Linked DNA regions of Mus musculus: region 2 is linked to region 1. The links are chromatin contacts, called in public HiChIP or PLAC-seq maps. All regions are on one chromosome and are shown on one strand. Each heading gives the region's core, a stretch centred on a gene start, on an enhancer-like site or on the middle of the called end of the contact. The rest is flanking DNA. Distances are from core to core; before and after follow the strand shown. Region 1 has its middle 46 kb from the start of Gm41233. Region 2 overlaps 4933432I03Rik (RIKEN cDNA 4933432I03 gene).

Evidence for each region. HiChIP or PLAC-seq counts read pairs in DNA pulled down with a chosen protein or histone mark.
Region 2: an H3K4me3 HiChIP or PLAC-seq map of bone marrow-derived macrophages shows a contact between it and region 1, with 4 times the contacts expected there. The contact joins two enhancer-like sites. A contact is called at or near these places in 1 of 15 datasets of contacts at CTCF or cohesin (pro-B cells), 3 of 484 Hi-C or Micro-C datasets (the HPC-7 cell line, granulocyte-monocyte progenitors and ventricular fibroblasts) and 2 of 115 datasets of contacts at active chromatin or transcription factors (acute myeloid leukemia and bone marrow-derived macrophages).

What each region holds. Positions count from the first base shown.
Region 1 is chr14:102,614,363-102,617,758 of GRCm38.p6, forward strand. No RefSeq gene overlaps it. Among named protein-coding and RNA genes, the nearest start is that of Gm41233, 46 kb to the left of the region's middle. Within about 2 kb of position 1,774, at least 19 of the 459 cell types and tissues checked have an H3K27ac peak or open chromatin away from gene starts, as enhancers often do. A contact at or near this core is called in bone marrow-derived macrophages, where this site is marked.
Region 2 is chr14:103,006,446-103,009,606 of GRCm38.p6, forward strand. The region is part of intron 2 of 4933432I03Rik (RIKEN cDNA 4933432I03 gene); the gene reads right to left. Among named protein-coding and RNA genes, the nearest start is that of Gm34643, 4.8 kb to the right of the region's middle. Within about 2 kb of position 1,441, at least 41 of the 459 cell types and tissues checked have an H3K27ac peak or open chromatin away from gene starts, as enhancers often do. A contact at or near this core is called in bone marrow-derived macrophages, where this site is marked.

The sequences.
Region 1 (3,396 bases), core at 524-3,023:
TACAACAAATACACACTGGCAAATGAGAAAGATGTTAGTTTCTTGTTTTCTTCAGAGTCTGACATACCACCAGTATTAGCTGTGATATCTTCTTGTAATGCTTCAGTCTGGCAAAACTAGACAATCTGTAATTCACCTAGGAACTAATTTCCACAGACCTACTCTATGCTACATTGTAACAGTATAAGATTTCAAGAGTCCTCATCTCAAAGGGTATACTCGCTGATTCATATCTGATGGAGCATTGTCTGAATAGCAATACCGTTATGAATGAGCAAATACTAAAAATCAGCATTGCTCAAGAGAACACCAGATGTTTAGGGTCAAAGGGGCTCCATCTTCACTGTGCCTCCCAGGAAGGTCAGAAACAAAATGCTTACCTGATGATCTTAGTCACGAGTCAGACACAAACTGATGTGCACATTGTTCCATTTTCACACATTCACATCCAAAGATGCACTACAGCTCTATTTTATCACGTCTGTTGCCCAAATACAGGGCTTTCTCTTCCCTACAGTGTTCTGTGATGGCCCAGTTGTGCCAGATCCTGACCACTGACCCTTGCTCGTGCCATAAAGAAAATCCCACTATCAGAAAAATCAAAATGCACATGAGTGCAAAGATATGCTATCATTTTAATGTATTCAAATTACCAATTTGAGCCATGGTTATAGGTACTCATACAAATAAATCTTTGTTTCATAGTTAGAAAAAAAAACTATTATTCTACTTCGCACTGGCTCTTGCATTTCTCATGCCATCTCTGTCATGGAGCAATTAAGGTCAGGGCTGTTTGCCTCTTCTTTCTAGAACTTCATTCAGTTGAGGTAAGAACAGTTCATGGGAAGTGTTTTTCATTTCCTTTGTCCTCTCTGCCCTTTGCTTGATTGTTCTGTGGAGGCAACTAACATTTTTTTTTAAGTTACTTCCTAAGTTGACACTTCATGAGGACAGAAGTGTCAAGTTGCTTTCTGCTCTTTCCACACTCCTGTGTCCTTCCTGTCTAGTTCAGATGGGAAATCTGACATACACTGTGATCATGCTGTAATTCTGACAAGGAAAATCAAGCTAAAAAGACCATTGTCTCCACACAAATAACCTAGAGTTTCTTCATCTTTTCCATCCATAAAACAAACGGCAATGTCAGCTTGCAACATGGGACAGTGGGAAGAATGACATCTTGTGCCGGGTTAAAGCAACAGAAGCTTTTATGTTTTCTGTGCAAAATATTGAGTCTTCAATAATACTTTCAACATTCCCTCATTAAACAATGGACAGTACATAGTATACTTAGACAACCAGGAAAACACATGTCTGGGATTAAAAGAAAGGGATTAGTGCTAGGTTAAGAAAGAAAATTAAACAGATTGGGGGAAGTGAAAGCATTGTTCAGATGAGATTCTATTTCCTTTCTGCTGCCACTTGGATAATTTCACAACCTTATCAACACTCTCTTTGACTTCTAATAGGCAATTTAACACAGGCTAATATAAAAATGGCACCATTTGTTTGGAAAGAGAACAAACTCGTCTTCATTTTCACTTCCCCATAACATTTATTGAGTGAAAATGTTCTAAAACTGTCTGAATAAAACTGAAATAGCCCCCTTGTATCTGGGTGGAGGGGAGTCTTTGTTCATTTGACAGTAACCTTGGAGAGCTTGTTAGACCACACTTAATGAGTATTTGAGAGCGATGGAGGAGTTTACGTGTGTGTGGATCCTTTCATTTTCATTTGCTGGAAAGTGCAGCTCACTCGAGCCTATTCACTTCTGCTTAGCCAGTACCACTCACGCTCTGAACAGCTCTGTATTTCCTTATTGTAGGATGAATACAGCTGTGTAGCTGTCCTCGGAGAGGAGGCAGACAGCTGTGAATCCCAAGCTGTTATTTGTTCCTGTAGAACATCCATTTTCACTCTCCTAGGTGTATCGTTCATACTTGTAGCTTTTCAATTAAAGAGAAGAGAGTGCATGCACTAAAAGTACTATTATTAGATAAAAATGATACAATTGTGTGTGATGTAAGTAAACTATAGGTCAACAGTCTATAGCAAAATCTTCATTAGAAAAGATTAGTTATGCTCTAGAAACTACTATTTTCTAAGAGTTTGCATTGGGAAGAAATGTAAGGAGATTGGAGTTTGTGATATCAACTCAGGTTTGTTCAGGTTGGTATGGCCATAGACGACATGAATCTCCTACTTAGAGGACTCTTGCCTAGAAGCATGGTGGCAGCTAATTTCTTGTTACACTGACCTAATTTTTCTCGTTTTTTCTGTTTTATCTAACTTTTGATGCATGAAAATCACACTTATTTATTATCCTGAGAAACATCCCAAATGATATTTCCGTGCAAGTAGACATTGTATTCTATTTAAATGAAGATAGATATCAACTCTGATATGTATCACCTTTTTCCTACTGTGAACATGCAAAAATCCTTCCTTCTAGCTTTTAAACTTATGTTGTTTATTATTAAATAAGTTGAGATTATTTTAATAAACTATTAACATTAAAATAAGTTTAATTTATCGTAATAATTAAGAGGATATCTGTTAATTCAATGCATGATAGTTTGAATGAGAGTGACCCCCATAAGCTCAGGAAAGATGTGGTCCTCAGTTGGTAGCACTGCTTGGTGGAGGTGGTGGCAGTGGTGGTATTTGTGTGTGTATGTGTGTGCATCTTGCTGAAAGAAGTATGTCACTGTGGGTGGGCTTTGAGAGTTCATGGTCTGGCTCTACTTGCAGTTTTTTCTCTGCTTTGTATTTGATCATCTTCCTGCTCCTACTGACATGTGTGCTACTTGTTGACATGCTATCCTAACATGAAGAACTCTCATCTCTCTGAAATCACAAGACAATATATGTTTTTTTCTTAAGTTGCTTTATGTCTATATATTGTTAATATATTAATTTGTTTACATGAATAAAACAATGGGAACATTTCTATAAAAATAAAGAAGTTATTTCCTTATGAGCTCTACATTTTTTCCACTGAAGAAACGTACCATTATGACATAACTATAATTTTATTATTCTTTTTTCTTTTTCCTTTATTGAAAATACATTTTTTCCTCAAATAATATATCCTGATTAAAAATCATAAATTATCTTGATTTGCCTCCTTCTCCTCTCAGTTCTTCCTCTCCTTCCATCCAAACCCACACCCTTTCAGTCTTTCACTTGAAAACACTTTTTGAAAGGATGATAACATATATTAAAATAAAATATAATAAATAAAGCAAAAACTTGACTTGGTCCATGGGTCAGTCAACAGGCTCTGCAAGAGAGAGACTGTTGGGACTGAGGGACAAGACACTCGAAGAATGAAGACAGTCTGTCTGCTCAAATCTCAAGTTTCATTTATTGGAAAGCAGCTATGGGTATATAAGC
Region 2 (3,161 bases), core at 191-2,690, 390 kb after region 1:
AGCAGAAGATAGCCTAGCCAGCCATCAATGGAAGGAGAGGTCCTTGGTCTTGCGAAGATCATATGCCCCAGTACAGGGGAATGCCAGGGCCAGGAAACAGGAGTGGGTGGGTTGGGGAGCAGGGCTTGGGGGAGGGTATAGGGGGCTTTGGGGATAGCATTTGAAATGTAAATGAAGAAAATATCTAATAAAAAATGCCTTAATTAAAAAAAAAAAGTCACCAACTGAACTACCAATCAGGGATCCTATAGGGGTCTGACCTAGGTCCTCTGCATGTTATGGCTGTGTAACTTGGTGTTCTTGGAGGTCACCTAATAGTGGGAGCGAGGGCCGTCCCTGACTCTTTTGCCTGCCACTGGGACCCTTTCCTCCAACTGGGTTGCCTTATTCAGCCTTAATATAAGGGGAGGTGCCTAGTTTTGTTGAAACTTGATATGCCATGTTTGGTTGATATCCCTGGGAGGCCTGCTCTTTTCTGAAGGGAAATGGAGAAGGACTGGATCTGGGGAGAGGAGAGAGGTCAGGAGGTGGGACTGGGAGGGGAGCAGGGAGGGAAAACTGCTGTCAGATGTCATATATGAGGGAAGAGGCTTTTTTTTTTAAAGCAAGTCATTTATTGATCTGGACAGAGGTTGTGCTGGCCTCTGGGGGGCTCCACACATTCTGAGGTGGATGACAACACAGGTGTGTGACCAGCTCTATGTCTTTACAAGATCACTAAGTCTTCTGAAGGAGTGGGTTGAGTTCCTTGCAAGGAGGACTGTCTTCTACATATCAATACTAACGTAAAGGGATGGTAAAATCTTAGAATGCAATAAATGACCCAGAAACATGTTATTTTACTCAGGAAAAAACATCAGCAACTACATCATATTCTGAAATCTAAACACTGAAATCAAGCTGCCTTATCACTTATCTTAATGTTTTTAATTGAAACAGTCCTAGATGACTCCCCCCTTCACTTTCTCCCTTCTAGATTCTCTTAGTTCCCCTCCCTGGGGCCACTCCCACTCTCCTGTTAATAGATTCTTTTTTATTCTGTTTATTACATACATATTTGCATGTATATAGTATATACTAGTAGAATCTGCTTTCTGTATTTTACATGGTTTCAAGGCTGGCACTCACCTTGGACATCCTCGAGGGTGGTTCATCCCTCCAAGAGGCTAATTGTCCTTTTACCACCCCTCATCACAGAAGCTTTTCTTTACAGCAAATGAAGCCCATCACAGAGAACCACAATTGTATGCAATGCAGTGACCAACAGGTCGTGGGGAGCCCAGCTCCAAAGTCTACCCTCTGCATCACAGCTCCAGCATCTGAACATGACAGAAGAGGAGGTAGAAAGATTGCAAGTCAGAATACAGGGAAGTGTGCTGTAAAACAGTCTCTCCTAAACATGGCCACACAGACAAGAGTGGAGCAGCGGCAATACCGCGGGCAGGCTGCCACAGAAGGGGAAGTTTTCTCATGGGGTACGTTATGTCAGAGACAAAGAAGAATGTGTCACCTTCCTCATTACAAAACATTCAATGAAATCTCAGCAGTTCTCCTCCTCCCTGACCCACAAGGTGACCCAGGAGTCTCATGGTCACATGGCTTCACAGTGTGAAGGCAGGGAAGAGGAAGAAGGGGCCACACCTTAATCTGGAAAGTGATACCAACATCATATTAGCCAGGCCTAGTTGTATGTCCTTAGCCATAGGTGAGGTGTGTAGAGAAATATTGCACAGGAAGTAAGCATTGCTAACTAGGATGGTGAAATGCAATCTGGCTCCTGGTTGAACTAAGTTTAGAAACCCCAGTGACCCTCAAGGGACAGCAGGCTTTTTGCCTGGTTCCCAGACACTAGGCTCCTGACAGGAGGCCACGGCCCTCCGTAGATCTGTGGCCATCAGTCATGTAAGGGCAACACCCCAAACCCCTCCTCAGGTAGAGGACTTCATGTAGGCTCAAGACAGATCTCCATTTTAATGAGGTACCTTAAGGCCTGAAGGGTTTAGCCACTTAAGCTTTCCTTCCCAGATTCTCCTCCCTGCAAAAGCTACTTAACCTCATCCTGAGAAGTGGAGGACGGTTTGACTCACCCACCTTCCACCATGACAATAAATGCCTTAAAACCATTGACTGCCTCTTTTCATCGGGATCCACTGTGGGGAGTCTAGGAATCGCCTAAAGAGCCTGCCATTAATCTCCCACAGAAGGCCACTCAGCGCTCCCAGCCACGACCACCAAGCCTAGCCAGCCACTCCCTAACAAGCCAAGGACTCCTCCCCTTGGGAGCTAGCCAGAGCTTCCCTCTTTTCCCCCTCAACCCTGGGCCAGATCCGGCCCTCGGGCCCCCACTTCATTCTCAGCTCTTCCACGGCATCCAGAGGCACCTGGGTGCTCAAGAGCCTTAGAACCAGACGGTCCCAGCCTTGTCACAAGCGCGGGGACCCCCAAGCCAGCTCCGGCTGTTCCTGTGCCCCAGACTACACTTCCCCACCCCAGGAGTGGTGTCTCAAGGCTTCCCAACACCTGTCAGGACCCCATTTAACCCTACAAACCCTGTAAAGGGAAATGATGGAAGGTTCACCTTTCACCTGATTTAAAGCCAGTTCACAGATCTCCTCCTCCAACAAAGATCTCCAGAAATCCCTGTTCTGTATCCATCTCTCTACTCTCCACTTTCATGTCTGTCAAGTATTTAAGCTGTAGCACGCATAAGTGTGTTGTCTTTTCTGCAACAACTGTTCCTCCTCTTATGGTCCATGTCTGGTCCCCTAACCAGAAACCTAAGAGCCAGGGTGAGCTGCCTTTGCCTCTCACCACATTCAGTGGCTCCTGCTTCCATTGCGATCCCCTGCCAGTTAGCATGTGCGTTTCTCCACCTCAGCGTTTGAGAGCTACAGTCACATAATGTATGTGCACTGTGTGTGCATCTGTGTGCAGGTGAGTATGTGTGTGTGTGTGTAAATAACCCGGGTGTAATTGCTTACCTACCATCTATCTTTTTATTTGTTTGTTTTGGTTTTTAAGGTAAAGTCGCTCACTGGTCTCGAACTTGCCAAGTAGGCTAGGCTAGATGGCTAGCAAGCTGCAAGGATCCAGTTTTTCCTGCCTCTCAGCGCTGGGATTGTATGTTCTCCATTCTGCCTCTCTGCCAGGGGCATCTGGGC